Linked DNA regions of Mus musculus: all the other regions are linked to region 1. The links are chromatin contacts, called in public HiChIP or PLAC-seq and promoter capture Hi-C maps. All regions are on one chromosome and are shown on one strand. The core of a region is the stretch at or near the end of the contact, and the rest is flanking DNA. Distances in the headings are between cores, read along the strand shown. Region 1 overlaps Mrtfa (myocardin related transcription factor A). Region 2 overlaps Mrtfa (myocardin related transcription factor A). Region 3 overlaps Mrtfa (myocardin related transcription factor A).

Evidence for each region. HiChIP or PLAC-seq counts read pairs in DNA pulled down with a chosen protein or histone mark. Capture Hi-C pulls out chosen DNA fragments and counts their contacts.
Region 2: a CTCF HiChIP or PLAC-seq map of the NIH/3T3 cell line shows a contact between it and region 1, with 18 read pairs. The contact joins two enhancer-like sites. A contact is called at or near these places in 4 of 15 datasets of contacts at CTCF or cohesin (CD8 T cells, the NIH/3T3 cell line, large pre-B cells and 1 more), 21 of 484 Hi-C or Micro-C datasets (the BV-2 cell line, CD4 T cells, CD8 T cells and 11 more), 6 of 115 datasets of contacts at active chromatin or transcription factors (CD8 T cells, the HPC-7 cell line, double positive thymocytes and 3 more) and 2 of 9 other capture datasets (adipose tissue and liver).
Region 3: a contact with region 1 is called in a promoter capture Hi-C map of pancreatic islet. The contact joins two enhancer-like sites. A contact is called at or near these places in 21 of 39 promoter capture datasets (the 3T3-L1 cell line, 3T3-L1-derived adipocytes, the C10 cell line and 15 more), 1 of 15 datasets of contacts at CTCF or cohesin (the NIH/3T3 cell line), 9 of 484 Hi-C or Micro-C datasets (CD4 T cells, CD8 T cells, bone marrow-derived macrophages and 3 more), 18 of 115 datasets of contacts at active chromatin or transcription factors (the HPC-7 cell line, double positive thymocytes, embryonic basal ganglia and 13 more) and 4 of 9 other capture datasets (adipose tissue, embryonic stem cells, liver and 1 more).

The regions. Positions count from the first base shown.
Region 1 is chr15:81,060,471-81,064,490 of GRCm38.p6, reverse strand. The region is part of intron 2 of Mrtfa (myocardin related transcription factor A); the gene reads left to right. Among named protein-coding and RNA genes, the nearest start is that of Sgsm3, 85 kb to the right of the region's middle. Within about 2 kb of position 1,955, at least 87 of the 459 cell types and tissues checked have an H3K27ac peak or open chromatin away from gene starts, as enhancers often do. A contact at or near this core is called in the NIH/3T3 cell line, embryonic fibroblasts and pancreatic islet, where this site is marked.
Region 2 is chr15:81,157,797-81,162,015 of GRCm38.p6, reverse strand. All of the region lies in intron 1 of Mrtfa (myocardin related transcription factor A), which reads left to right. Among named protein-coding and RNA genes, the nearest start is that of Mrtfa, 31 kb to the left of the region's middle. Within about 2 kb of position 2,690, at least 28 of the 459 cell types and tissues checked have an H3K27ac peak or open chromatin away from gene starts, as enhancers often do. A contact at or near this core is called in the NIH/3T3 cell line and embryonic fibroblasts, where this site is marked.
Region 3 is chr15:81,177,533-81,181,762 of GRCm38.p6, reverse strand. All of the region lies in intron 1 of Mrtfa (myocardin related transcription factor A), which reads left to right. Among named protein-coding and RNA genes, the nearest start is that of Mrtfa, 11 kb to the left of the region's middle. Within about 2 kb of position 2,747, at least 19 of the 459 cell types and tissues checked have an H3K27ac peak or open chromatin away from gene starts, as enhancers often do. A contact at or near this core is called in pancreatic islet, where this site is marked.

The sequences.
Region 1 (4,020 bases), core at 706-3,205:
GCACTTTTGTGGGGTTTGTTTGTTTGTTTGTTTGTTTTAAATGCATGTGGTAAGCCCAGCCTTTTCTCTCTGGTCCTCCCAAGTGCTCACACTGAAGCCACCCATTTGTGCACATGGAGCAGTTAATTAGCCTTCTGATAATTACTGTTTCTGGGCACTAGAGGGCAGTATTGCATCCCTAGGGAGATGTGTTTATCCTGAATTAACTGAGGTTTTTGACTAGTATCCTAATCTGATTTTAGTCAGTCTCATGTGGATAATTCAGAAGTAATTTGCCTCTGTTTATTGTCAGTGACATTAATAATGTTTCTGTAATGCTTTTCAGCTACATTCAGAATATGAAGTTGGAACAAGGGATGTAACATCTTGTTAAAGCTGAGAGAGATCAGTCAAGTCTCTGGGTGTCATACATTACTTTCTTGAAGTTGGACACCATTATATGGTAGGCAGTTAGTGTCTTAACAGAGAGCAAAATTGTCTTGAACTTGCTGTTCTTAGTTTGATCTTGCCAGTTGTGTATGTCTATGTGTGTGTCTGTGTGTGTGTGTCTGTGTGTGTGTGTGTGTGTGTCTGTGTGTGTCTGACTTGCTCTAGCTTAGTAAACCAGTTTCTGATTTTCTAGTGTCTTTAGTCATAACTGAGTCAAATGAGGTCATGTGTGAGCTCTCTGTAAGGTGTGACATGTGTGTGAGCTCTCTAAGGTGTGACATGTGTGTGAGCTCTCTGTAAGGTGTGACATGAACTTGGGCTCCTTCTTTGCTTCTGTCTTCACCTCCATATGGAGTGCACACAGTAAGAGACTAGTTGTAATATTATAACCTTAAGTTTTAAATATTAAAGACTGCATGCTGTTAAGAATTGATAGGAGATGTGACATGCAGTTCTGTCCACCTAAGCTGCACACACTGACCTGTGGTTATAACTACAGAAGTCTGCTCAACGAAGCTTGTCTTCTGATGTTGCTGCCTCAGGATGAACTGTTAGCCATGTAAGTCATACCCTTTTGTTTAGTCTCAAGTGGATTTAATATTTTAACATCCTCTGCCTTTCTTATCAACTTCAAATATTCAGAGTCAGCTAATTATTATAAGGTATTTAGAGCATTATGGAAAACCAGGTTCAGATGCAATTTTTAAGAGAAGACGGCTGCATTTTGGAAATAAGCATGAACACAGTTTGCTATGGTAGTTTGTGGTTAGACAAGCAGTAGGTTAGCTGTGGTGGTGCACACCTTTAATCCCAGAAGGATTAAATCTAGGGAGGCAAAGACAGGCTGATCTCTGAGTTTGAGGCCAGCCTGGTCTACAGGGCAGGTTCCAGGACAACCAGGGCTGCACAGGAAGATGGGGCTTTCTTTCATCAGCAGATCATTATAGAGACACCAGATAAAATGTTCAGCTGAATCCAGGCAGGCTCCTGCTTACAAAACCTCTTACCAAGGAAAGTTGCAGCTTACTATTTGCACTTGAATAATTCCCTGTCCAGGCTTCCAGGTAGGAAACTCAGTTACAGAACTGCCCTGCTGGGAGAAGTCCTGGTGATACTGAGTGGACACCCTGGCAAGTGTGGTATGAAGAAGCTTACAGGGTTCTGGACCTCATCAGAATTAAACGTGCAGATCAGGATGTGCCAGCCGACTCCCTGGGGGGTAGGGATCTGACAAAAGCTCCTCCAGTACGTTCAGCTGTGTGCTGAACACACTTGGGCTGGGGCCCAGGCAGATGGCACATTCCTGCACCAATCTCCTGAAACATGCCGGGTTCAAAAGCTATCGGAGAGCACCCGATAGAGGTAGACCTGGCTGAGACCACCTTGGGATTGTCGTATCTTCTCACGGCCCTGTGCCTGCCCTGTTGTGGACTTGGCTTCTACTGTCAGTACAACCCTGGGACTGATTCATCTCCTCTGAAAGATTCCTTCAGACTGAGATGATTTGAGGGTAAACTTTAGGACTCTACAGCTTCCCTCTCCACAGCCCAGCCTGTCCCATTCTCGGGTCTGACTAAGCCTTCCATCTAAGACTAGGGAGGGGTGAAGCAGCTTTGGTATAGTCAGTTGCCCCTTCATTAGTTATCCCATTGGCTCTAATGTAGGGAGATACTCTCCTTAGGGGTCACCTCTTCCCCGCCTCCCGCCTTGCCTGTTGCCCTTTGATTTTTTAAATCTGATACTCAGCCTCGCCTCCCCCACTCACACGCTGGAGTTCCTGAGCTATTTCTGTCGGGTTAATGATCCCCAGCTGTTGCTGACTGTGTTCACGCTGGTGAGAATCAGCAGGGCCAGCAGAGAAGGGGTCGAGCCTGAAGCAAATTACACGGGTTGTCAAACTAGTCTCACCCATTTTTCTGAAACCACCAGGGTAAGGCTGTTTAGGGATGCTACTACTGAGATGCTTAAGTGACACAAGGGTGAGAACATTTCCTCTCGGGGACATTTTTAAAGTAAACATTCTTAGTGGATATTGTTAGTGACAATTTGGATAGACCCAAAGAGGAGGAATTTCGAGTGTACTCAGCATAAAGAAATGGTGAAAGTTTAAGGTGGTGGATATGCTAATTAGCCAACTGCACAGGAGTAAAAACATCACATTTCACCTCATAAAAATTTACAAATCTTGTGTGCCAAGCAAAATTTTAAAAAATGTGTATGATGTAGTTCTACATTATATTTAAGCTCATAATCTGGCCTGTCCCCTTCCAGCCATGCAGTGTGCTGAAGAAGCCTAGTTAATACCTGACTAGAAAGTTAGGTCTGTGACAGGAGAGGTGGAAATCATCCCAGAGGTGATGGAAGCATCCATCTCATCTCCTGGTTGACCTGAGGCAGGTTTGTCCTGTAAAAGTTGTGCAAACCCTGCAGCAGATCCAACCACAGAAATATCAAACAGAGCTGTGGGTTTATGACGTGAACACCCGTAGGATTGCACGCGCCTTTGCTTCTCATCCATCCTCACTAATAATCATGGGACAGGTGCTGTGGGGAACTTAATTTAACAGTTAAATGGCCCAGGTTTCTCCTACATGGGCTTGAGCTGCCGATCTCGTAGCTCTTATCCTCACATACCACATGGAAGTTTAATTTTACGGATTTTATCTGTACAAGTTTCACTGCAGCCTTTCTGAAAATTTATTTTTGAATCTCCAATTCTTTTCAGTTAGGAAACTAAAATTTTACACTACCTACAATTTGGGGTGGGGTTCTCATTGTTAATTACATGTCCCTAAATTTCCTCTGATCAGAAGTTCTTTGAGATGATATAGTTTGCCTTAGCTAAGCAGAAAAGAGAATCATCTGACTTGTCTATCCTGAGAATGGCCTGCAGGTGGCATAGGTTTTAAACCTGCCTGTGACCTTGTCAGCCTTGGCCACATTCATCTGGATGGATACCTGATACTTGGCACCTTAAGTCTCTACAGGACTAGGCGCATCTTCTCTCACTGAGACCAGACAAGGCAGTTAGGGGAACAGGATCCACAGACAGGCAACAGAGTCAGGGACGGCCCCCACTCCAGTTGTTGGGGGACCTGCATGAAGACCAGGCTGCACATCTGCTATGTGCAGGGGACCTAGGTCCAACCCATGTATTGGTTTTTGGTTGGTGGTTCAGTCTCTGGGAACCCCCAAAGGTTCAAGTTAATTGACTCTGTTGGTCTTCTTGTGAAGTCCTTATCCCTTCTGGGTTCCTCAATCCTTCTCCCCAACTCCCCCACAAGACTTCCTGAGCTCTGTGTAATGGTTGACTATGTGTCTCTGCATCTGTTTCAGTCAACTGCTGGGTGGAGCCTCTCAGAGGACAACTTTTTGGCTTTTTTGAGACAAGAGTTTCACTTTTAACTCTGGGTGACCTGGAACTTACTCCATAGACCAGGCTGGTCTCAGATTCACAGAGATGTGAGTGGTGGAGTTCCTCTGTGTTCTGGAACTCCACCACTGGCCCTGATTTAAAAAACAAAAAAACAAAAAACCATTTGTGTGTGTGTGTGTGTGTGTGTGTGTGTGTGTTCGTTCATGCCACAATAC
Region 2 (4,219 bases), core at 1,441-3,940, 97 kb before region 1:
CTAGATTTGACCACAGAGCTTTCTTGTAGCCAAATACATTTGTTCATCCTCAATCTCTCCTTCCCTCCTTCCTTCCTTCCCTTCCCTCCCCTCCCCCCCAAACCCCTCCCCCCTTTTCCTCGCCCTCTCCACCAACTTCTCTGTAAACATAAGAGTCTTGGAGCTGGAGACATGGCTCAATGGTTTAGAGTGCTTCCAAGTTCACTTCTCAGAACCCGAATGAGGCAGCTTACAGCTACCTGAGCCCAGCTCCAGGGGCTCTGACCTCTCCTGGCTGTCGGTGCTCATACACAGTGGCATACACTTGTACAGACACATGTATATACAAGTGAATAAAAACAAAGTGAAAAGACAGCCCTCACCATGTAGTCCAGGCTGGCCTCAAATTTTCTATCCTCCTGCCTCAGTTCTAAAGAGCTAGGCTTATAGGTGTTTATCATGCCAGATCAAAATCCTCCTAAGTCATTCGTTAACTGTTACCTGATCCCTATCATGGTCCAGGCATTGTTGACAGTTGAATAAGAATTTATTGTAGTTTTTTTTTAAGATTTATTTTATTTATATGAGTATACTGTAGCTGTCTTCAGACACATGAGAAGAGGGCATCGAATCCCTTTTATAGATGGTTATGAGCCACCATGTGGTTGCTGGGAATTGAACTCAGGACCTCTGGAAGAGGAGTCAGTGCTCTTAACTGCTGAGCCATCTTTCCAGCCCTTATTGTAAAATTTTATTTACTTGTTCTTTTATAACATTTTTTATATTTATTTGGGTGTATGTGTGAGGACACCTGTGGAGGTAAGAGAACAGTTTGTGGGGATTTTCTCATTCTACTATGTGTGTTTGAGGAATCACACTCTGGTTGTCAGGTTTGGTGACAAGCACCTTTACCCACTTAGCCATCTTGCCAGCCTGTACTGTGGATTTAATACAAATATTTATAATACTGTCTAGGAATATGTATTATTCCTAGAAATGAGAAAAGTAATGTATTTATCTGCAAACTCGGATTAAATACAGACGGAAAAGTCTGTTGCCAAGCTTTGGTTATCCAGAGCATAGGCTGTTTTCTTTATTCATCTAAAAGAGCTCTGAACTTAAAACCTGGAGGTAGTGTAGTGGGGCACAGATAAGGGGAGGGGTGAATACGAATAGATATGAAACTAGCTTTAGATAATCAGGAGAAAACAGTATTGTTGATAATTCTGAAAAGACTTGAGGTGCCAGAAGTACTCTGAGTAGGCGGTTCCTACACTAGAAGTTGGAATGTATTCATTTAACTGGCATTGCCCAGTTAAAGTTGATCTGTATTGTTTTTTTTTGTTTTTGTTTTTGTTTTTTTGTTTTGTTTTGTTTTGTTTTTCAGAGACAGGGTTTCTCTGTGTAGCCTTGGCTGACCTGGAATTCACTTTGTAGACCAGGCTGGCCTTGAACTCAGAAATCCGCCTGCCTCTGCCTCCCAGGTGCTGGGATTAAAGGCGTGTGCCACCACGCCCGGCGATCTGTATTGTTTTTTAGAAGAAAAAAAAATTTATTTGAGAAAATCTGCAAACTGATGTGGTGGCATACTGTAGTACCAACACTTAAAAGGTTGAGGCAGGAAGATTTTGAGGTCAGCCTGGGAGTATATAGGGAGAACCTGTCTCAAAAACAGGAAGGGTGGAAAGGAGGGAGCGATAGAGGAAGAGAGAGGCATAGGAAAGGACAAGAATGGAAGAGACTCTCTTCTATAGCACAGGATGATAATTCAAGGCCTGAAAGAAGCAGCTTTGGGGAGGAGACGGATGTTTTGGCTTAGGGCTCCAGCCCATCATAGGGAACTGTAACTGTGGGCTTTTCCACCCACATCCAAGTTCCCAAAGTAATAACTCTGAGACTGAATTAATTATAAATAAATACCTAGGCCAGAAGCTTTGACTTGTTTCCACTAGCTCGTAACTCAGGTAGCCCTTTTATACTATTGTAAGTCCTGCCGCATGGTTAGTTACCTCTCCTCACATACATGCCACTGGCTTCCTCAGAGTTCAGGGCCTCTGACTCTCTCCCAGAATTCCTCTCTGTACCGGAACTTCCATCTCCCTCTCTCCTGCCTAAGCTAATGGGCCAACAACATTTTATTGACAGGTGATGCTTCCATACGTTGTAGAAGAGATTGGAGCAGCTCATGACAGCAAGAGTATATGATAGATTGTATTCATAACGCAGTGTGCCAAGAATGGAGTGAGCTTCAGGGACAAGTCCATCCCTAGTGATGCACTTCTGCTTGCTGGACCCTGTTTCCTAAAGATCCTAGCTTCCTGAAATAGTAAACCAGCTGGGGATCAAGCCATCTCACAATTCAGTCCCTGGGTTGGGCAGGGTGGTGCTTGCCTTTCATTCCAGCACTCAGGAGGCCCTGTTGAGGCTACATAGTAAGGCTCTGCCTCCAAAACCAAAGAGCCTCAAGGCCAGCTTTGGCTGACCCTCTCTCCAAAACAAAACCTGCTGGCCTTGTAATGTGCTCTGATCCCGTTTTTCTGTTATAAAGTAACCCTGCTCGGCAGGCTGTTTCCCTGACCGCAGATGAATGGGTTGGATACGTTAGGCCCAGAGGCTTTAGTTATAAAAGTTTGACCAGCCCCCTCTTGGTCATCATTTTTCTAAGGCTGATGAAAATAAGAGAAGAACTTTGCTTATATTACTGCTCATATAAAAATAGCATTCACTTCATTATGAAGTGAAGTAGACTGGGTTCTGAAGAAGCTTAGTCAGCGAGTGACTAAAACAACCTTTCCACGAGATGGTCTCACGGTCAAAACAGTTCCAAAATACATTCCTGACAGCTTTCAACTAAAATCCAGGATCTCATCTGGAGATTAGTGTAAGAGCCCCACCATTAGCTTGCCTCTCGTTTCTTTCTGTTCAGGTGGTTTTGTCCAGGTACATATAGCACTGTTTAGGAGCAGGCCTCTTCAGTCACAGTGTCCAGTGAAATTCTGTTAGTCTTAGTCATTCTCCTCCGAGCCCTTTTCCTGTGAATAAAAGATGGAGCTCATACCTTTCCACAAGCTCTGGAGAGTATTTTAAGCTTGGCATGTTGAGACCTGGCAGGCTTGATTAATATGTGGACAGACCAGCACATTAGAACATTTTTAAAGTTCCAGGCCACAAGCTGTGTTTTAAATGAGCATTGGCATGTATAAAATGAATACTAAGTGGTGAGCAGCCCAGATGCTCCGATGCCTCTTGCACTGGGTGCTGACTTTCCCGAGGCTCTTTGCTGGCCTGCATTTGCTTTAAGCAGGGCAAGAGGGGGTTTGTCCTTTGCACTCTGCCGCCCTCTGCCTTCACAGGCAGAAGGCTACTCTCTAGGTTCTCACACTTGGCCATTTGGAAAGTTTCTGAAAATAAACTGAATTGGCTTCTGTATTTCTCAATGTGACGCCCACAGTTCCTGACAAAAGTCACTTTACGTACTACGGATGCCCCATATGCAAAGTTGGGGAAGGACCCTGCCTGGACAGGTAAGCCATCACTTAACGTACTGCCACACTCTGGCTAGGTTAGCATGCATGGAAGTGAGTTTTGTTGTCTAGTTTGTTTGCCAGAGTTGGTGGTCTGTATGTGTCACCTGGGAGGTACAGGGAAGAGCAGGCGTCTCAAGGCCAGACTCAACCACATAGCAAGAGTGAGGTCAGCCTGGCCTACATAAGACCCTCTCAGCAAACCAATAATACAAAACTAAAGAAAACAGAAAAACTACTCAATGTTTGAATGATCTAGTGTTTTAATGTAACCTTTGTGCCTGACTGTTGGCTTGATAATGTAGCAGTCATATCCGTAAAAATATAGACATACATTATATTTTGACTCAGAATTGTTTAAATGTACCAAGAAAATAAATTCTAGTGTAATTAATTTTGTAAATTTGGGCTAATTGGGCTTCCAGTCAACAAGTAGTAAATACTGAGTATGTACCAGGCCCTGCTAAGGGTGGAGGCAACAGAGCTGTTTAAGGATGATTTCTGATAGAGCAGTGGTGAGGGCTGTGGGAGAATGCGGGTGTGTGTGTGTGTGTGTGTGCGTGCGCGCGCGCACGCGTGCACTCGTGTCTTAACTCTAGGGAATTGGAAGGTTTTAAAAAACTTGTTTTATTTGAGTCTGAGCTAATACAAATTGTTAGTTGGATGTGGTGGTACACACCTTTAATTCCTTTACTCTGAGTAGGCAGGGTGACCTC
Region 3 (4,230 bases), core at 1,498-3,997, 120 kb before region 1:
GCATGAGTTCTAGGACAGCCAAAGCTACACAGAGAAACCCTGACAAAAACAAAAACAAAACTCCCAAAACAGCAAACAAACAAAAGTTATTTTTAAACCTTTGCTGTCAGTGATGATCACTGTTTTAGATCAGCCTTCCTTTGCCTCCTGAATGTTGGGGTTAAAGTAGTACGTCACCACAGTAGCTATATTGTATTTTTATCTTGATTGATTGATTGGGACAGGATTTTGCTTTGTAGCCTAGGCTGACCTTGAGCTTGTTAGGCAAGCCTGGCCTTCAGGTCACAGTTTCCTGCCTCAGAGGGGGAGTCCCAGTTAGGGCTTCCCTCTGCAGAAGCATCCCAGGGTAATGGCATTCATGGGGGCAGTGCTACTGTGGTTTGTAAATCAGTGGCTGCTTCACGCTGCTGCTGTGTCTCTTTCTGCCCAGACTCTTTTTTTCACCTCTGTTTTTAAAGTGAGAAAGGATGGCCTGGAATGGGGGCACAGCAAATGAAAACATGCTATTAATATTTTGAAATGAAATACATTTTAGTAGTGGCTCATAGGATGGCATGGTTCATTTTGTGTCTGTATTGATCTCTGTACATTGAGTCAGGCAATTATTCTAAATCAGGAATGCCGTGGCACAATTACAATGCTTTCTTATAACATTTATCTAAAAGCTGATTCTGAAGATAATCCTTAAAAAAACCCAAAATGCTTGAAGACTGGACATAACGTGGGCAATTTGGGCAAGCTGTCCACGGCATTTTATATTCAACATGTCTAGTAACCTGTTGGGTGCCTAAATAAAACTGAGCTAATTCCAGTGTACCTTTGTTCTATTTGGAGAGTGGTAAGGGACTTTTGAATGCTCTGCAACACTCACCTTTATGAAGTGAGCATAGAAAACTCAGAAGGCTCTTACTGGAGCCGAAGCCCTTGGAAGTTAGCATTCTCGCTGCTCGCCGGCCCGCCCGCCTTTCCCGTGTGGCAGGTCTCCCCAGCCATCAGACTGGACCACATGCACCCGTGTTCTGTCTGCCTCTGCTGTTTACCAGCTCTGGGATCTTGGGCAAGGGTTTAGAATCTCCATTTCCTCATAGGATACTTGTGAGAGCTAAATGGTTCCGTGTAAGGGTTTAGCGCACGAGAGTCATTTAATGTGGGCTTATTTCTCTTAGCCCCTACTAGAGCTTTTCTAGTAGCACTAGCCAAAGTCACTTTGCATATGTGTGTGTGTGTGTGTGTGTGTTTGTATGCTGCACATGTGCACATTTGTATGGAGGTCAGAGAATAATGTTGGTCTCATTCCTCAGGTACTTGATTAGTCAGGGTTCTCTAGAGGAACAGAATTTATAAAATGAATCTTTCTTTCTGTGTATATATACATATATAATGTATGTACATAGTCACATATATGTACATATATGTGTATGTATATGTATACTTATGTACACACACATTCACACATATGAAGGGTATTTATTAGAGTGGCTTACAGGTTGTGGTCCAGTCAGTCAAAAAATGACTTTTTAGTCGGGCGTGGTGGCGAACGCCTTTAATCCCAGCACTCGGGAGGCAGAGGCAGGCGGATTTCTGAGTTCGAGGCCAGCCTGGTCTACAAAGTGAGCTCCAGGACAGCCAGGGCTATACAGAGAAACCCTGTCTCGAAAAAACAAAAAAACCAAAAACAAACAAACAAAAAAAATGACTTTTTACCAAAGGAAGGTCCAAGGATCCAGTAGTTTTTCAGTCCACAAGGCTAGGTGTTTCAGCTGGCCTTGAGTATATGCTGGAATCCTGCAGACATAGGGTCTGCAGTCAGTGGAGAACTACACTTGCCAGCAAGAGCCAGAACAAGCAGGTAAAGAGCAAAGGACTCCTTCCCTGTCCTTTATGTTGGCTGCCAGCAGGTGTGTCCAGATTAAAGGTGGCTCTTTCTGCCTCAAAAGATCTGGGTTTTCCTACTTGAAGTGATTTAAGAAAAATCCCTCACAGGTGTGCCCAGCCACTTAGGTTTGAGTTCATACCAGATGTAGTCAAGTTGCCAGCCAGAAGTGGCCCACAGGTGACTTCCCGCTCTTGTTTTCCACAGGGTCTCATTGGTCTGGAACTTTGCCAAGTAGGCTACACTAGCTGGTGTGAGCTTTCAGTGGTGTGCCTCTCTCGCACCCCATCTCCACACTGCTAGGCTTATAGGCATGTGTTACTGTGCCCTGTGTTTGTTTGTTGTTTGTTTTTAACATGGTTTTTGTAGTATGAACTCAGGCCCTCACACCTTAGAGGCAAGTACTTTACTGTGTCCCATCTCTCGCCCCTTGCCTAGTTACTTACGCCTGTCTTTCTGTGATGTTAGGGACCAAAGTTATCTCTCTCCTGCTGTTCTATGCTCAGCATCAGCATAGTGGCTGTCATGCTGGGTAGTAGGTGCTCAGTAAACACTCAACAGATGAATGGAACTCCACTTTCTGATCTTGTCTCTTTAGGCTTAAAGGACAGAGTTCTAAATATATTTCCTGTGGCTCACGTGCCCTTCAACATATTTTCTTGCAGATCTATAATGTTCTTGTTTGAATTTTCATGTATAGAAGAGTAGAGCTAAACATGGCAAGGACAATATTCAGCCAGTAAGAAAACCAGAAAAAGCAGAGCAGTGATCAGAGTCAGTGATGAGAATCCTCTCTCTGTGTCCAGCCTCAGTCAACTAAACAGTTTTCACGGTGGTTGCCCTGACGTGGGTGTTGCGGAGTCAGCACGTTCTCCCTAGTTTCCTGAGGTGGCTGACTTCAGGCTAGAGCCTTGTCCTCTCCTCAGTGTCTCCTACTTCACACGAGGCAGTCCGCAGCAGTGTTGTTAATTCTGTCTTCAGCACACACATCTGTCATCACCTCACTTCTTCCCTCCCCTCACAGTGCCCAGGTCTAAGCAGCTCTGTTAGGTTACTGTGCTACAATGTTGTGACAGGTCTCTGCATTCACCGTTCTTTACAGTCGAGGAGGTCAGGAGCGGGAAGTCAGATTCTCTGGCCAAAATCAAAGCGTCACAAGGGCCATATTCTTTCCGAGGCTTTAGGTGAGGGACTTCTGGTGGCCATTGGCTTTCCTTGGTTTGTAGAAGTGTTCAGTATATATTAGCCTTGAAACGTTTACTGCTATTTTTTTCTATTTTTGTCAAAGTTCTTTCTTCCTTCTCTTTTACAGGACCCATGACTGTTTAACTCATGAACCTACCTGACAATCCAGGCTGATCTCCCCCATTACAAACTCCTTAATTCAACTACAAAGATTCAGCTTTTCCTCTTGATAGAAAGTCCCAGGCACTGGTTATAGGAACTCGGATGTGGCATATTTGGAGGTCATTTTTAGCCTCTTGTAGTCTGTTCTCTGGCCTCTAGAAGTTCCTTACTGTCCCAAATTAAAATACATTAATCCATTCCAGTAGCTCTGAAAATCTCAACTCAGTACAGCTTCAGTCTGAGCTCATTTGTGCATCAGCAGCTCCAAGATACCAGTTCTTTACGATTATTAAAAAATTACCTTTTAGCATGCTTGTGTGTGTGTGCGTGTGTACATGCACGTGCTGCGGTGCAAATGTAGCGCTCAGAGGCAGTTTGCAGCTCATGGCTCTCTCCTTTTACCATGCGGTTCCCAAGAATTGAACTCAGATTGTCAGGCTCTGGAGCAGGTGCTTTTGAGTCATGTTGCTGGACCCCAAAATAAAGCATGATGTCATCCAAAGGGGGAAGCTGTCTGTTCTCCTGGGACAAATGCAGGAGGCACACACAGTATAGCAGTTATGAATGTCTCCATAGTGAGGGATGGAGGAAGGAAGGGATCGAGAGGGAAAGGGAGAGGGAGAGAATATGCAAGGGCCTCAGGCATTTTCAGAACCTGACAGAGAACCTGACTTGGCAGGTTCCAAAGTCTGGAAGGACTTCTCTGTGACTTGAGACTGCCCTCGTTGCCTATGGCGTTGGTGTCCGCTCTTCCTCCTCTTTACCTGAAGAGTAGTGTATCTTTGCAACTGAATTGGTTTTTCCCCTCTGTTAAGTGGTAATAAATTTGGTATTATTAATACCAAATTATAATTGCTGAGAAGCAGTTAAAATATAGTTAACATTTCCCACCATAGCTATATTCTAGTGTATTGTTAGCAGTATTGGGCACATTCTTGTCATTATACAACTGTCCATCATCACCCTCCATCCTGAGCCCCCTTATCTTGCAGAATTGCAGCTCTATGCCC